Linked DNA regions of Mus musculus: all the other regions are linked to region 4. The links are chromatin contacts, called in public promoter capture Hi-C maps. All regions are on one chromosome and are shown on one strand. Each heading gives the region's core, a stretch centred on a gene start, on an enhancer-like site or on the middle of the called end of the contact. The rest is flanking DNA. Distances are from core to core; before and after follow the strand shown. Region 1 holds the start of Elane (elastase, neutrophil expressed). Region 2 holds the start of Glt8d2 (glycosyltransferase 8 domain containing 2). Region 3 holds the start of Nfyb (nuclear transcription factor-Y beta). Region 4 holds the start of Ankrd24 (ankyrin repeat domain 24). Region 5 holds the start of Palm (paralemmin). Region 6 holds the start of 1700028I16Rik (RIKEN cDNA 1700028I16 gene).

The links. Promoter capture Hi-C pulls out the DNA fragments that hold promoters and counts their contacts.
Region 1: a promoter capture Hi-C map of liver shows a contact between it and region 4, with 4 times the contacts expected there. The contact joins the promoter of Elane here to the promoter of Ankrd24 in region 4. A contact is called at or near these places in 2 of 39 promoter capture datasets (cranial neural crest and liver).
Region 2: a contact with region 4 is called in a promoter capture Hi-C map of hippocampal neurons, with 4 times the contacts expected there. The contact joins the promoter of Glt8d2 here to the promoter of Ankrd24 in region 4. A contact is called at or near these places in 12 of 39 promoter capture datasets (the 3T3-L1 cell line, the C10 cell line, cranial neural crest and 8 more), 2 of 484 Hi-C or Micro-C datasets (B cells and bone marrow-derived macrophages) and 4 of 115 datasets of contacts at active chromatin or transcription factors (astrocytes, embryonic stem cells, pro-B cells and 1 more).
Region 3: a contact with region 4 is called in a promoter capture Hi-C map of liver, with 5 times the contacts expected there. The contact joins the promoter of Nfyb here to the promoter of Ankrd24 in region 4. A contact is called at or near these places in 8 of 39 promoter capture datasets (the 3T3-L1 cell line, the C10 cell line, cranial neural crest and 4 more), 2 of 484 Hi-C or Micro-C datasets (B cells and group 2 innate lymphoid cells), 4 of 115 datasets of contacts at active chromatin or transcription factors (astrocytes, embryonic stem cells and pancreatic cancer cells) and 3 of 9 other capture datasets (adipose tissue, embryonic stem cells and macrophages).
Region 5: a promoter capture Hi-C map of hippocampal neurons shows a contact between it and region 4, with 9 times the contacts expected there. The contact joins the promoter of Palm here to the promoter of Ankrd24 in region 4. A contact is called at or near these places in 2 of 39 promoter capture datasets (hippocampal neurons and liver) and 1 of 9 other capture datasets (liver).
Region 6: a contact with region 4 is called in a promoter capture Hi-C map of pre-B cells, with 2.6 times the contacts expected there. The contact joins the promoter of 1700028I16Rik here to the promoter of Ankrd24 in region 4. A contact is called at or near these places in 6 of 39 promoter capture datasets (the C10 cell line, hippocampal neurons, liver and 1 more) and 1 of 115 datasets of contacts at active chromatin or transcription factors (embryonic stem cells).

What each region holds. Positions count from the first base shown.
Region 1 is chr10:79,884,866-79,887,565 of GRCm38.p6, forward strand. Elane (elastase, neutrophil expressed) reads left to right here and starts at 1,447. Exons shown (of 5, transcript NM_015779.2): 1 at 1,447-1,533; 2 at 1,849-2,005; 3 at 2,118-2,259. The coding sequence starts at 1,470.
Region 2 is chr10:82,689,323-82,692,022 of GRCm38.p6, forward strand. It overlaps Glt8d2 (glycosyltransferase 8 domain containing 2), which reads right to left and starts at 1,328. Exons shown (of 10, transcript NM_029102.3): 1 at 1,167-1,328.
Region 3 is chr10:82,762,773-82,765,472 of GRCm38.p6, forward strand. It overlaps Nfyb (nuclear transcription factor-Y beta), which reads right to left and starts at 1,369. Exons shown (of 8, transcript NM_010914.2): 1 at 1,232-1,369. It also overlaps a transcript of Hcfc2 not described here.
Region 4 is chr10:81,632,355-81,635,054 of GRCm38.p6, forward strand. It overlaps Ankrd24 (ankyrin repeat domain 24), which reads left to right and starts at 1,345. Exons shown (of 20, transcript NM_001374016.1): 1 at 1,345-1,401; 2 at 2,313-2,399; 3 at 2,511-2,641. The coding sequence starts at 1,363.
Region 5 is chr10:79,792,219-79,794,918 of GRCm38.p6, forward strand. It overlaps Palm (paralemmin), which reads left to right and starts at 1,354. Exons shown (of 9, transcript NM_023128.4): 1 at 1,354-1,522. The coding sequence starts at 1,518. It also overlaps a transcript of Prss57 not described here.
Region 6 is chr10:82,810,678-82,813,377 of GRCm38.p6, forward strand. It overlaps 1700028I16Rik (RIKEN cDNA 1700028I16 gene), which reads left to right and starts at 1,446. Exons shown (of 3, transcript NR_038042.1): 1 at 1,446-1,682.

The sequences.
Region 1 (2,700 bases), core at 197-2,696, 1.7 Mb before region 4:
ACTCTAGAACCACTCCTGGTACCAACTTCTGTATTAGTCAGGGTTCTCTAGAGTCACAGAACTTATGGATAGTCTCTAGATAGTAAAGGAATTTATTGATGACTTACAGTCGGCAGCCCAATTCCCAACAATGGTTCAGTCGCAGCTGTGAATGGAAGTCCAAGGATCTAGCAGTTACTCAGTCTCACACAGCAACCACACTCAGGCAACTGCTGAGGACAGCACTTCCTTCTCATGGGTGCCAGGCTTGGATAAGGTCAGGCAGGACCGTGTGTCATGAGGAGCAAGCCATAAATTAGGGGCTGAGCTGGCTGCCATGTGCTGTCTAGTCCTGAACCCCAGGTTAAAAAGACCCACTGTCCTGGGAATAGATGTTCACACCCTTAGTCCCAGCACTGAGGAGGCAGAGGCAGGTGGATCTCTGTGAGTTCCAGGCAAGTCTGGCTACACACACACTCATGCACACATATATTCACACACACATGCACACACACAGAAACTCTTTTATAGGTATGTGTTGCTGTTATTACTATACCTGAGGTAAACTGAGGCAGAGAGATTGGCCTTCAGATATAAGTTGTAGATTAGGGCACCAAGTGGGCACGGAGGTGCTCACCATCATCCCAGCACTCACGAGGTGGAAGCAGGGGGATTAAGGGTTTGAGACTAGCCTGGGCTACGTGAGATTTTGTTTGTTTGTTTATATATTTATTTACTTATTTAATTTTGAGATAGGGTTTCTTTGTCTAGCCCTGGTTATCCTGGAACTAGATCTGTAGACCAGGCTGGCCTCAAACTCACAGAGCTCCACCTGCCTCTGCCTCTGCCTCGCTGGTACTGATTTTAAAGGTACATGCCACCACTACCTGGCCCTAAGTTTTTTTTGTTTTTTGTTTTTTTTTTGTTTTTTTGTTTTTGTTTTTCAAGACAGGGTTTCTCTGTATAGCCTTGGCCTGGAACTCACTTTGTAGACCAGGCTGGCCTCGAACTCAGAAATCTGCCTGCCTCTGCCTCCCGAGTGCTGGGATTAAAGGTGTGCGCTACCAAGCCCGGCTCTTTTTTTTTTTTTTTTTTTTTTTTTTTGAGATCCCATTTTTAAAAAAAAGAAAAGAAGGAGGCAGAGGCAGGTGGATTTCTGAGTTCGAGGCCAGCCTGATCTACAAAGTGAGTTTCAGGGCAGCCAGGGCTATACAGAGAAACCCTGTCTCGAAAAACCAAAAAGAAAAAAACCAAAAAAAAAAAAAAAAAGAAGATGGATGTCTGCTGAGTTTTCATTGGTATTCAGCAGCATGGATGATGCTGACATGGAGACCCTGAGGGGCACACATCTCTCCATGACACCCCCACTGTCGTGTCCCAGGGAGGAAGTAGGGCTGTGGCCAGGATGGGGCAATACAACGGCCTCTGGTTCCAGCTATAAGTATGGCTGTTAGGTAGGGATGTGGGGAGCCGCGAGAACACAGCCCACCATGGCCCTTGGCAGACTATCCAGCCGGACTCTGGCTGCCATGCTACTGGCATTGTTCCTGGGTGGTGAGTGCAAACAGACACATGTCCACCCTTCTGACCTCTGGTCCATCTCTTTCATCTACTTGCACATCTGCCAGGACCCCAGGAAAAGATGTGAAGGTTTATAATGGCAAAGCCACGATCAGGAAACTGGGTTTCTAAGGAAACTGGGGTTCTAAGCCTGAGGGTGGTTACTGTGAAGGCACTGGGTCTCAAGTCTAAGGGCAACCTGGGCTAGGTCCCTTGTCTTTTCTCTGCCTCAGTTTCCCTAGCCAGCCTTGTGAGTTCTCACTGAGGGCCCCAGCAGCTCAGGGCTCACTCTTCTTTGTGTGTTCTCAGGCCCAGCACTGGCCTCAGAGATTGTTGGTGGCCGGCCGGCCCGGCCCCATGCTTGGCCCTTCATGGCATCCCTGCAGAGGCGTGGAGGTCATTTCTGTGGTGCCACCCTCATTGCCAGGAACTTCGTCATGTCAGCAGCCCACTGTGTGAACGGCCTGTGAGTCCCCTTCCTTCCCCTCTTAGCCCTCAATGTCCATGCGGGTCAGACTGGGGTCAAGAGGTCAGGTGGGCATTCCCAATAATTCTCCTTCCCTCTCCATTGCCCTTAGAAATTTCCGGTCAGTGCAGGTAGTGCTGGGAGCCCATGACCTGCGGCGACAGGAGCGCACTCGACAGACCTTCTCTGTGCAGCGGATCTTCGAGAATGGCTTTGACCCATCACAACTGCTGAACGACATTGTGATTATCCAGGTGGGCCTGCCAGTTCAGGAACCTGAGCCTCGTGCAAAGGTCCCGAGGTCAGCTTAGGGAGAGTGCACTGCAGAACAGGCTGCAGGACAGGTACACACTGGGTCAACTGCAGTCATCACCCTCTGAGCCTGTTTCCAGCTCAGCACAGTGGAGAATTAACTATTCTGTGGGCTGAATGTTGAAGGCTTAAATGAGATAATATACAGAAAGCTCTGAGCAGTATTCAACCAACAAACTCTTATTTGTGCCTTTCCACACACTGACCCTGAAGCTTGGGGAACTCTTGGAAAATACTCACGTCTTCCTCTAGTTCTTAAATTTTTTCACCACTTGATGGTCAGGTACTAAGGAAAGTGGGGAGGGTTCTTATAAACTGTGCTCTGTGACTTCTTGGTGTTCTATGCCTCCCCCCCCCCCCCCCCCCCGTGTCTTCCACTGTAG
Region 2 (2,700 bases), core at 78-2,577, 1.1 Mb after region 4:
GAGCGGAGATGTGTGTGTGTGTGTGTGTGTGTGTGTGTGTGTGTGTGTGTGTGTGAGAAAGAGAGAGAGAGAGAGAGAGAGAGAGAGAGAGAGAGAGAGAGAGAGAGATGGAGGGTTTAGGTATTATTGTGGAAGGATGAAGAAAGCAGGGTCCTGGGGAAAAAACATGTTGGGAGATGAGGAACACTCAAAAACATCAGAATGTCCGGGGCAGGGACCTGTCCAGTTCAGCATGTGTCACTTCTGTGACCTTCATTGTCATTATCAGCATTGCCAGGGAAGCTGGCCCTATGTGCCACATTTACTTTGTATCTGTGTGTCACATGTTACATTGTATCACTTTATTTCCATTTTGCAGATAGGAAAATGTAGGCACATGGATGAGATATGACCAGAATCAGGCTTATGAAAGTCTTCCCAGGTGGCACACAGCCCACACTTTCATTACTGTAGGGCACAGCTCTGTTGTTGGCTGTATCAGAGGGAGAACTAGAATTCCATTATGTAATACCAAAAGGATATTTCGAAGAAGCGCAATACCAAAACATTTCGAGAAGAAAAAAAAAAAAAAAAAGGCAAAACCAACCCACCAGCGTCCTATTGGCCAGCAGGCTGCATAGGACAAACATCCTGCGTCTTTGGATGCTAAATCAAACACTGTGACTCCCATACCACAACAAAACCACAGAATTAACTGCCAGTTCTCTTATTGGGTATGGAGGCCCCTGAAGAGTTTCTCAGGACAGATTCCAAAAACATGAATCATAACTCAGTTATGTCATTTTGGCTCAGAAACAGACTCACATTAAATGCGAACACTGATCTCTGTCATGTCTAACTCCTGATCCCCAATGCAACTTAAAATCCAATGCAAACGAACAAACAAATCACCATTAGGGCAGAGATGGGAGAATAGGGCTAGCCTCTGCTCTGCAAAAATAGCAAGATGTGAAAAGCTTATACAGTGAGCGTCTTGGGTTTGCTGCAATAGAAAGGTTCTTTACGATGTTACATTACAAACTAGGGGGCTTCTGGAGGCTGAGGCTGTGAAGGGGGCAGTCTGCCTCCTCCGAGTTACTTCTCTGAGTTCACAGCAAAATAAACAAGTGGTGTAGACAGAAAGGGTGAAATGGAAAGATTATCTTGCTTGTAATTGCTGTATTTACCTGATGGATGTGAGGGTAGGCTTTGGGCAACTTGGTCCAGAACCGCTGCAGAGCTGAGCATTCAAACTGCGGCTGGCCTCGCGGGACCACTAAGCTGCCTGTTGCTTCAGCTGCTTCCCAGATCCCATTGGAAATCCCAAATGGCTTGCGAGCCCTGAGTGTGCCTCAGCCGTCCACACCCACCTCCGCTTGCGCTTGCGTTGCCTGAATGGCTCGGGTTTCTTCCACTCCTGCAGCCTCTGGGAACCCAAGCCTTGTGCAGGCAGAGGCTGCTCCTGAAACGCTTCCAGATGTGCTCGTCCTGAAGGCAGGGCAGGTTGGCTGGCTGGGGCAGACTTCCTCTCTCGGCTTTCTCTTGCAGTCTGCGTGTGAAACTCTCAGCAAAACAGGGCTGTTCTGGAGTAAAAGCTGCAAACCTAGGGAAGAACAAATGTTTGGAAAGTGAATTTATACCGTCGTGCGTCTAGTGTAAATTTCTAATTTCAGCCAGGTTCTTGCTGAGAATCTTTGAAATCTCCTGTGTGTTGAAATGTTACCATGGCAAATCATGTCTCAGACAACCATCGTCTTTTATTGAGGCTGTGATAAAGACAGAAGCTTCCAGGTGGGGTGTATTCCCTCTGGAGGGGAGAGGCATCAGTCAGGGGGCAGACTTGGTGGCAACACTGCTGTTCTGTGGTTTTGCAGTTGATCCCCAGAAATGTAGGAATGGTACCAGAGCTTTGCCCAGGATCATGGAACATATTCCACAATGGCTTCTCTCTAACTTTCATAAGGAACTCCTCGATGGCTGCCTCCATCACAAGCAGTCACTTCCTTCCAATCACATGGAACTTTGAACATTGATAAAAACAGATTCATACCTTCTGCTTCATTTTGTTCTCTCAGTGTGTTAGGTAAGCTAAATTTTGCTCCACATTTCAGATTCCAGCCAAATTTGGGTCCTCTGAAAGAGCAGCAAGTGCTCTTAACCACGGCCACAATTTTCCAAGTTTTAAATTCTTTCAGCCTTCTCTTCTGTGATATTCCTTGAGCCTCACATAGAGACGAAGAGTTGATATAGAGTCCAGATTAGCGCTTAGCACTCAATGCAGTTGTCATAGTTCGTATCGTTTGGGGAGACTCTGGCCTCCCATAACCATTGACTCATAGGGTGTTATCACATGCCTGGGATTTTCATTTGATAACCATGCCTTCTGGGAGTCACATTGCCCACTCATGAGGGTATCAGATGTGGTAGAGTGGTCCCTCAGACAGGTCCCAAGGCAGTACCACAAACAGGACTGTAGGCTGATGCCTGTTCAGTTCAGTTCACTCCCAAGATCACCTCATCTGTACCTCTCATCTACTCAAGAGGATGCCTGGCATTGAATTATTCTACTATTGGATAAGTGGATGATTGGCATGAGTTTCAAGACTGAAATAGTAACTGTTTTCATAGGACCTACTTCTCATATTAACTGAAATCTCTCTGGTCATTATTTTCGAACCCTTTCCTCTGGTCCCTAATGTATGACTCCCAGTCCCTTTCTCT
Region 3 (2,700 bases), core at 119-2,618, 1.1 Mb after region 4:
TATGCATCTTGCTTAGAGTGGGAACCGGGGGAGAGCCTTACCAACCCAAATAGTTGCTAAGTATATACTTAGACTTAATCCATTAAGAATATCTCTCTTCATATGGAAAGCATTTTCTTCAGGGCAGGTTATAATCTGTGTAATAGCTCAAGGGAATGCATACATCTGCTTGGTGTTTGAAGAAATGCAAATCTGTATCCAAGAAAAGCAGATTCCCTTCCTCCAACCTCCTTTCTTTGGCATCGACAACCACAGCTTTGCATCGATAGAATCCTTAAATTAAGCTACAAAGAGCAGTGCAGAGGAGGAATCATTTGCCTTTAAAGGAATTCTGGTTAAACTCTCAGTATCTCATCCATAAAGCTCCTATTTATTAATGCCACTACTACTGACCAGTTGAGCCATCACTTTCTGTTACCGATTAGTTTCCTTACTGAGAGCTGAAGCCACTCGGGTGATTTGTGGCACCATCTACAAAAACTAGGGTCTGTGAAGATTAGCGGGATGCCATTTTTTTTAAAGGTCGTCTGCTACCTAACCTTGTCTACATCAAACAGCCCTCTTCTAGACTTTAGGCATGAAAGGATCTGCGGGTGCTCCGTAAATTCTTTGTTCTCGCAGACCCTCCCGCCCCCCCAGCACGGGTGACTGAAACCTCCGTGCAACCTCCAAGGCTCCCTTCCCACCTTCGGGGCAAGTCCGGGGCGAGCCAGGCGCCAGATGGCTGCATGCTGTAGGCGCGGAGCGGGCCGGGGGCCCGCCAGGCCGCTCGTTCCTCGCAGGGACCCGCCGCCTCGGCTCGCAGGTGCCCGGGCGGCCCCGCGGAGCGCATCCCCCCGCCGCCCGTGCCCAACGCCCGCCGCCGGCGGGATGCGGGAGACAAAGCGGCCGCTCCGGGGCGCAGCGTTCCCCGCCCGCCGGCTCCCCGGACAAAATGGAGCCGGCCCGGGGCTGCCGCCGCGAGAGCCCCGCAGCCGCCCGGCCCAGCCCGACCGCGGCTCGCGGCCCCGCGCACAAAGCGCCCGCCGCCCCGCGCCCGGCCCGGCCCGGCCCGGCCCGAAGCACAGCGGCCTCGCCCGGAGGCCCGGCCCGCCCGAAGACTGCGGACTGCGAGTGCCCCCGACCGCCGCGGCGTTGGCGGCGGGGACGGCGCCGGGAGGAGACGGACATTTCATTCGAGCTAAAGTGGAGTCGGTTTAGGAGCGATCATTGGCCGAAGCGAGACACAAACCTCCAATGCAGCCCTGGTTGGCTCCCGTCTCCAATCGGCTGTTTGGTTGGACAGAAAATGGCTGCGAAGGAACCAGTCCCAGCGCGGAGCTCCACTTCCAGGACTCGGCCTCCCCTCCCTCCGCCGCGGGCCGCTTCCCTCTACGTGACACCCTCCCTCCGCGACGCCCGCGCCCGAGGCCACGCCCCGGTCCGCCCCCGGCCCCGCCCCGGAGCCTCTGAGCAAGGCGCGCGGTCCGTAAAAGCGCGCGGGCGGGCTCTGGATGTTCGCTCTTCAGGGCGTCCGAGAGGCCGGCGTTCTCATCCAGAGCTCCACGCGGAAAGGCTTGCTCTGGCTTCTTTCTCCTTCCAGCTCCTCCTTCCCCACTAACCAGCGTCTCGCCCGCCTGAGTTCAGCCCCGGAGGGGATCTACACCTGAGCTACTTTCCAGAATGCTTTAGGCACCTAATGTTTTCTAGGTATCCCTCCAAGCCACCTCAGGCACACAGCGTTCCCTCTCAAGTCACAGTGAACAAAGATGTTAGTTTTTCATTTTAGCACACCATCCCCTTCCTCCAAGTTTAACAGGTAGGCTGTCCCAGCCGACTTCCACCCTGTACCCTGGTGCTGTGTTCTGGTGTTAGGTCTGCCCTACCAAGTTGGCTTACTACCTAAAGTGCTCATTTCCCAACCAGATAACACTGGGCTGCAAAAACTCATGGCCTCTGTGCATTTAAGGCCTTCCCTGTCGGCCTCACTGAAATCTGGATCAAATGTCCCTTGGCTACCATTCTCCCTTGTGGTGGTGATCCAAAATGTCCTGCATGGCCAGCCACTGCAAAGTACTGCAGGATACCTGCACCCAGATAGATGGAAAATTATTGTCCTAGGACTTAACAAGGATAAGTAAGCAAGACTGAAAGTTCTAGGTCAGCCAGAGATACATTAAGACCCTGTCTTTAGAAATAATAGTATGGCTGGGTCAGGCAGGTGCACGCCTTTAATTCCAAGACAAGGGAGGCAAATCTCAAGGCCAGCCTGGTCTACAGAGTGAGTTCCAGTACACCAAGGCTACACAGAGAAACCCTGTCTGAAGAAACAGAAACTGTAGTAGTAATAATTATAGAAGGCCCTGGTGTTGTGGCTTATGCCTTTTAAACCCATGACTGGGGAGACACAAACAGGAAGATTGGAAATTCCAGACCATCTTGGGCTCCCTAGTGTGTGTGTTCACGTCCAGCCTGGGCTACATAATCGGACTGTATCTCAAAAAAAGAAAAAAAGGTGTTTGGGTGTATATTCCATATAAGTATGTGCATAAAGTATACAGAAAGATTGAAATATGTTATTTATTGATATCCCGCTGTGTCTAGAATAAATAAATATTTCTCAGGTAAATAAGGAAGCAAGAACAAATGAGTCTTTCTCGGTTATTTCAAGAGGAGTTAGGAGCACCACCACCTGAATCTACCAAATTCTAGGACACCCTC
Region 4 (2,700 bases), core at 95-2,594:
TGTTTATTAGGGAGACCATATCTCCACCTGTGCAAGGCAATTTCATGAACGACTCACTTCTCCCCAAGTTCTGCCTCTCTGGGATTCTCATCCCACAGCTCCTGTCGTGTGTCCCTGCCTGCTGCTCCGTCTCCAAGACAGCTTCTACAGTGCCAACTTACATGCACAGAAGCCAGAGAGCTAGAAAGTCATTCCGCAGTCACTTGATAAATGTAGAACAGAAGAGTCTCAGGCTGTGGCCCAGGGATATTTTGTGGGTCCTGCATAGAGGGCTCTAATTTCAGGCAAGGCAGACAAGTGCCCACACACCTTAGAGCCAGAAACGGGGGTTGCAACCCCCACTTCCAGTTGATCTAAAGATTCCTCTGACCCAGCCTGGAAGCTGTGCACAGGTCCAGATGCATGTGCCTGAAGAATGAAATGCAGTTCTTATTGTGTACTCATGGTGTACCAGGCCTGTTGTGCAGGGCGGTGCGTTCTGCTCAGCCTCTGCACGGCCCTCCGGAGCTGTGTCTGGAAAGTCTATGTGAAACCCCATTGCACATATGAGGAGGGCGGAGGCTCCAACAGGTGAGGTCTAGGTCAGTCCCATAGGTGGATAATGGCGAGGCAGACCTGGGATTCAAGTTTGGAGTGAGACTTGAGAGCTACTGGAGCGAAGTAAATAATGAAAGAGTAGATGGGTGGACAGGTAGGTTGGAGGAGTGAATGGGTGAGAGGATGTGTGCGTGAATGAAGGGATGAGTAAGCCAATGCATTTGCCCATGAAAAGACGTTAGTAAATGGGTGGTGAGGAAATTAATGAGCGAATGGGTGAATGAAAACATTAGCAAAGTGCGAATAATGACTGTTGGAGAGAGTGAATGTGTGAAACGATGGATGAACGAATGAATGAATGAAAAGATAGGCATAAATGTATGAATGAATGAAGACTGGAAGGTGATGGCTGAATGAATGATGTCCATCATTGTAAGTAAGGTGAGCTGGAGGTGAGGAGTTAGCGGGCTGACACCCGATAGGGACCATCATGGAGTTGCGGGGCGGAGCCTTTTCAGCGGGATGGAGCGTGTCGGTGCAGGAGTGGGGTGGTGGGGAAGAGAGCACTATATAGCAGCGGGCGAGCGGGCCTGGGGAAAATGGGAGTAACCTGGAACTTAGAACGGATGTGAGCGGGCCCTGAGCTTTCGTGGAAGAGGTGGGAGGGGCCTGAAATCTAGGGGGAAGCTGGGCGGGCTCTGTGCCTGAGCCTGGTGAGGAAGGGTGCTGAGTCTGGAGAAGAGGTGTGCCACAGGAGGAGGGCAGAGCCCCGTGTCTGAGGAGGTAGGCGTGGTCTGATCTGGCCCCGCCCTCCTGCGGTTCGCCATGAAGCAGCTGTGCCTGTGTGCTGCTGCCTCCTTCGCGGTAGGCGTTTGGGTCCCTCTGCGCCTTCCCCTCTTTCCTAGAAAGAAGTTCGGCAGAGGGCGGGGCGCCTGTAGAGCCTGGGCGGGAAGTGGAGGGCGGTGTTGAGGGCAGGCGTGTCTGTGCAGGCGTGGGGTCAGCAGGCCGTTGCGGGATGCAGGTCTTGGAGGACACTGTGGACAGTGAGTGACTCAGGAACTGTCCATGTTCCTGGGCAGTGAGTTTAAAAACATTAGCGGCTGCAGTTCTGCTGGCCAGGCCTTGATGCTACCTGGGGGCGATGGTCTTGGCTGAGCAGCTGTGAAGGACGGAGCGAGGTTCTGGGCGCTGGAGGATAGTTTGGAAAAGGCCAGTCATCCCAGCATTCGGAGGCTAAGGCAGGGGATCTTTAATTTTAGTTACACCCAGTCTCAAAAAAACTAAGACAGTAAAATAATTGTGAACGAGGAGCTTGGCACCACCAAGCCCTGGCTTCCATGCCCAGCACTACATAAACCAGGTGTGATGTTCCACACCTGTCACCCCAGCCTCGAGGACTGGGAGGCAGGAAGTTCAGGAATTCAAGGTCATCCTGACTCCCAGGGAGTTTGACAGCAGCCTAGGCTACTTGAGGCCCTGACTCAAAAAACAAAAACAAAGCTGGATCATTGAAATCCTCGCACTTTGGGAGATTTCTGTGACTTTCAGGCTACCCTGGTCTACATAAGAGACATGCTATTTAAAAAAAAAAAAAAAAAAAAAAAAAGTTGTACCCTGTCTTTCAAAACTGGCTTTGGATTAAGGCACACACAGGTGGTTTGAGGAGGATTGATATCTGGAAGCTGCCCTGGTGGTGGGCCTGGATCACACGCTGGGGGGTGCAGGTTTCAGAGACACTGTCTGAGGCCCCCAGCCCAGGACCACCTATCCCACAGCTCCGGCTCAGCCCCACCGACCTCAGCTCCTGCCCACCCTGTGGCCGGTGCCCTATCCCAAAACCCGCAGCCAGAGGCAGGCGCCAGGCAAGTGCTCAGGGGTGGGTGGGGAGAGCCCGGAGCAACTGCCCCTGTTCCTTGGTGGGGAAAGGACATCGACCCACTCAGTCCCTCGCACCTCTGGGTGTGCCACCGCAGGGCCAAGACTGGGGCAAAAGTGACCAGCGACTGCTCCAGGCAGTGGAGAACAACGATGTGGCCAGAGTGGCCTCGTTGATCGCCCACAAGGGGCTGGTGCCTACAAAACTGGACCCCGAGGGCAAGTCTGCGTGAGTGTCCAAGCCCTGGGGCTGGGGTGGCTTTGGACATTCTTCTGGGGTTGACCCCT
Region 5 (2,700 bases), core at 104-2,603, 1.8 Mb before region 4:
GACACTCCAGAAGAGGGAGTCAGATCTTGTTTCGGATGGTTGTAAGCCACCATGTGGTTGCTGGGATTTGAACTCCTGACCTTCAGAAGAGCAGTCGGGTGCTCTTACCCACTGAGCCATCTCACCAGCCCTAAATCTTAACTCACTTGCTTAGGAGACAAAGATAGTGTCCTGAATCCCCAGAGCATACAGTAAGAACTCAGTCATTCTCTTTTGACTGAAAAGACAGTGGTCCAGGAACATGGAAGATACCAGCTGTCAGTCTGAGCATCTAATAATGCAGGCTCAGCAAAATATAGCATTCAGCCTGTCTTTGTCAGTAAAGTTTTATTGACACACAGCATAGAGCCCATCAATGTTGATAAAGTTTTATTGACACAGAACCACTTCACAGATCTCCTCCAGCTCCTCTGGTGTTCATGATAAGTGTACTGTCCTTGCAACACAAACCACCTGGCCAACAATGCTGGCAGTGTTTACTATCTGGCCTTTTATCTGAAAAGTTCGCCTGACCCTCAGTGTGTCCAGGTGAGACGACACCGTTAGCCCTCTAGCATCTGAGGAGGTGGGATGGGCAGAGAGGTGAAAAGGCTGAGAAACAGACACAGAATCACACACCACTATACCGGTGAGCCCAGATCCAAACCCAGGGAAGATAGGTGTGGTGGTGCAGGCCTGGCTAAGGCAGTGGGTACTTTCAGGACAGCCTAGTCTACATATTAGTCTACATAATTTCAAAAGAAGTCCAAGGGAAAGTGGGTGGCTTGGCAGGAAGGCAGTGGAAGATGTCCTGGGACCTCCACGTGCACACAAAGTGAGCATACAGTCTCCAAAACCAAACCAAAGGACAACGACTCTATCAGAGAAGCGAATTTTGTGACTCACTCTCCCTGCGCTGCCCCAAGGCCCAGTGAGTGTCTAAGGCCAAGGAGCTGCAGTCCAGGCAGAAAGTCACATGGTGCACTCTCTGAGGGAGACAGGCCCTATGTCTTTCTTACTGTGGCTCTCCAGTGCCCTGGGAACAAAGTCTAAGTTCACCCAATACCCCTTTGCTCAGTCTGGCAGCATCACAGGGCTGACTAAACTCCTGAGTTCAGTAAACCATATCCAGCCATTGGCCCAGGCTGGGCCTCGTGCAGGAACTGAACCCCCTCAAGAGCTGCTGCTGTGGCTCTCTCGCGGGTCGGGGGTCCGACTTGGGGCCCTAAACTATATCAGGACTCCTTTCATTCCATGGAGAACTCAGGGTGACTGGGTCCGGGATCTCTGCGACGTTTTGGGGTGCAGCTGCGCGGTGCGGAGCGTCTGCGGCCAGCAGGAGGCGCGCGCGGGCGCGAGGGATACAGGGAACGCGCAGAGGCGGCGCGCACACGAGCCCACCCGGCCGCGCCCGGACAATACCCGGCGCGCTGGGGACGATGCCCGCCCCGGTGCCGCCCCCGCGCCGCACAGCCCCGGCCGCCAGGCCCTAGAGTCGGCCCTGCCCCGCGCTGCACCGCCCACGGACCTCGCGGGAGATGGAGTGAGTACCCGGCCGCGCGCGCTCTGACGCCCCAGGCCCCCAACGGGGAACCTAGAGGCGACGCGGGGAGACCGTGCCCAGCTGCAAAAGGGAAGGATCGAGCTGGGCCGCGCACTCCAGGCCTGGTCCCCAATCAAGCTGGAGGGGGGGGCACCTGGGTTGCACCACACATCTCTTGCAGGATGCAAAGGAGAGAGGCCCACGCGCGCGCAAGACCCTTTATCCAAGCTGGGCCACCTGTGGGTGGGCGCCCCCCCCCCAAGAGGCTGCGGGACTTCGGAAGTAATGGGACCCTTACTCAAGAGGCTGGGTGCTCCCCGCTTCCCCTCCCCCAGCTTCGGCTTGCTGCTCCTGGCGCTTCTGTCGGTCCTTCCTGCGCTCTGCCCTCCTCGTGGCCTCTTCTGGGTCCGCAGCCTCTTGGCCAAACCAATTCCGACCCCTTAGATGTCCTGAGTTGCCACTGGCTGGAGAGGTAGATTTCTGTGGAGAGCTAGGCGGGCGGTTCCCTGACAGAAGCTTTAATCAGATTTCCCCCTTTCCCTCTAAGAGTATCCCCTCCCCCTTCCCAGAAAAAGCGGGGACCAGATGGTGTGACTCAAAGGAGTGGCTGACTGAGGTTGAAAATGATGGTGGAACCCAGTCCCCAAACCTAGTCTGAGTGAGCTGGGGTCTGTTTGTGTGGGTTTGCGAAGCGATGGGCAGTGGAAGATTTCATACGCACCGGGGCCCGTTCAGGCATGCAGCCCGCTCTGGGCAACGTGAGGGTGTCCCCCAAGCCCCTTACTCCCACAGGTGGGAAAGATAGGTGGTCTAGGGGTGCTTGACAAGCCTGGTGGTAGGAAAACATCTTCTAGGTCACAAATCTGCCTGCTTGGTGTCTTGGGGCATCCCACACAGGGAGCCTGTCCTTACCGAAGCCAGGGCTGGGACAGAGCAGTCTGGCCAGCCCGACTTGGCTGGTGACCGCTCCCCCTGCCCTTCCCTCTCTGGGTGTGTTTTGTGCAAGACAACTTTCCTCTTGGGATTAACCCGTGACCCGCCACACCCTCCGATGGGTGGGAGCTGTCACATCCTTCCCTGGCCAAGAAGGCTGACACCCAGCCCTGGCGTCCTTTACTTCAGAAAGCCCAGACAAAGGCCTGGCTGCTCCTCCGCCCTGCCCCGGGAGCCCAGCCAGG
Region 6 (2,700 bases), core at 196-2,695, 1.2 Mb after region 4:
CATAGGAGTCAGAGGTCAGAGGGGAGACTAGAATGTTCTTAGTGGTCAACGCAAAAACACGACTGTCATCTCAAAGGGCACGAGACACTATGACTGACTATGACCAGAGACCGCAGCTAGCCTGGAATAACGTGGTCCAGTGCAAAAGCTGCTATGTGAATTTTTGTAGTCTCATGGTTATGATTAGATAATCATAAATCAAGACCTTACTAGATACGTAGGTGGGTTTCAGCAATGCAAGGAAAACTCTTACAGGTTCGAGATGCTATCTGCCCATGTGTTCAGGCACACATGTGTAACCCCACACACACATACATACACACACAGGGGAAGGAAGAATAAAATCAAGAGTAAACATAGCAGTGCATGCCTATCTGTATATATATATATGTATACATATATATATATATGTGTGTGTGTGTGTGTGTGTGTGTGTGTGTGTGTGTGTATGTCATATAGCACACACGGGGCAAAAAACAGAGGCTCCTTAATTTAAGGTCAGCCTGGGCACTACATAAACTCTGTCTCAATAAATAAAACCTTAAAAAAAAAGGCAGCTTATTTTTCAAAAGCAGCATGGCAGGATGGCAAATTACCCCACTACCCATTGCCAGATAAGGCTGTGGGAGCAGAGTGGTCCCAAGTTCTTTAGAACCAAACTAAAGAACTAAAGCAAAACTCGGTTACCAAACAGTTTAGCAAGTTTCCAGGTGAGCCCTGGTTAGACACAAGACCCTACCTCAAAAACCACAAACATATTAGTAAAAAGCATCCAGAGGCACGGCTCAGTATAAAGGTGCTTGCCATCAAACCTCAGGAGATGAGTTTTAGTTTGATCCCCAGGACCCACATGATGGAAGGAGAAAACTGATCCCTGAGTTTTCTGTTTTGTTTTTACAAGACAGGGTTTCTCTCTGTAGACCAGGCTGGCTTGAATTTACAGAGACCCACCTGCCTCTGCCTCCCTCTAGTACTGGGATTAAAGGCCTGGATGTGCCACTACCGGCTGGCTTGAGTTGTCCTCTGACCTCCATATGACCTCGACATTAACCATGACACCTGTGGGCTACCTACACATTTTTAAAAAGTCAAAGAAAACAAACAAGTGTATGAGATCCACGGAAAAGCAAGCTGCTCCCAACCCCCATCCTCTCCCACACCCATCCCCATCCTCGCCCACTCCCATCCTCATCCTCACCCCCCCCACCCCCACCCCACCCTCACTCCCATCTCCATCCCAATACTCTCCTCCTCTCCCTCTTCAGGCTAGCTCTGTTGGCGCGGCCCATCGCTTATCTCTTCCCTGGCCGGCAGGGGGCGCGCGCCCTCCGCTCGCCATCCTCCTCCTCCTCCCGCGCGCGTGGACCGCCCCCCACCCCCCTCGCGTGCCGGGCTGCTCGAGAGCAAGGAGGAGGGGGACCGGAGGCGCGGAGGGCAGGAGCGGCGAGGGTGTGTCAGGTACGGCCGAGCAGCGCCTGTCCACGCTGCCCCGGCAGCGCGCTCCTCCTTGCTCTCGAGCAGCCCGGCACTGCCCTCCCGGAGCTTCCGAGGAGTCGGCTGCTGGGCCGGAGCGGAGAGGGGCACAGGTCGCCAACGGGCCGCCCTGCCTCAGCCGCAGGTTCTCAAGGGCGTTGGTGGCTCCACAAGCTCGCCCGCCCGACCTCTCGCCGCCCCAGACCCGTGTAAGCATCTCCCGCGATGGTTTCAAGTAACCCCCATTTTACAGGTGAAGAAACCGACGCTCCAAGAAGTTAGGAAACTTGCTCACTCAGAAATCTGCCTGCCTCTGCCTCCCGAGTGCTGGGATTAAAGGCGTGCGCCACCACGCCTGGCTGTTTTTTGGGGGTTTAAAAAGATACTTTATAAACAGGTAGAAATATAAGCCAAGTTACTCCCCAAGTTACCCAGGCCAGAGTGGCAGAGCTGGGACCCAAGCCGATGCCATTGGGCTGTAGGTCTCTGGCTGTGATCATTGGTTACACGGCCTCCCCCACATCCTTTATAGGTCCCAAAGGGAAATAAAACACTGAACCCTGGCTTCTGCCGAGATGGTGAGATAGGGGCTCGCCCCACGTGGGATGCATAGCTGATGAGGGAAGGTTGGTAGGGTGTCTGGCGCAGGGTCCTTCCCTGCATTCCAGGTCAGGGAGCCCCAGGGAAGGACAGGAAGGCAGAGGACCTAGAAGAGCGCTTATGATGGGGAAGGGGAGGTCTTCGGAGGGATAGGACAGTACCCGCGTGAAGGGTGGATAGCTCCTGTGGCCATCGCTTCAGTTTCTTCTCACTTATCACGAGGGAGTTGGAGATGTGTTCTAAATCGATTTCTGTGAGGCACCTACTCTTACTAGGTGGTTTTTTTTTTTTGTTTGTTTGTTTGCTTTTTGTTGTTTTTTAAGATTTATTTATTTTATGTATATGAGTACACTGTAGCTGTCTTCAGATACACCAGAAGAGGGCATCAGATCCCATTACAGATGGTTGTAAACCACTATGTAGTTACTGGGAATTGAACACAGAACCTCTGGAAAAGCAGTCAGTGCTCTTAACCACCGAGCCATCTCTCTAGCCCTCTTAACTAGTTTTTGTTTGTTTTTTTGGGGGGGGTATTTATTTATTTTGGTTTTTCGAGACAGGGTTTCTCTGTGTAGCTGTGGCTGTCCTGGAACTCACTCTGTAGACCAGGCTGGCCTCGAACTCAGA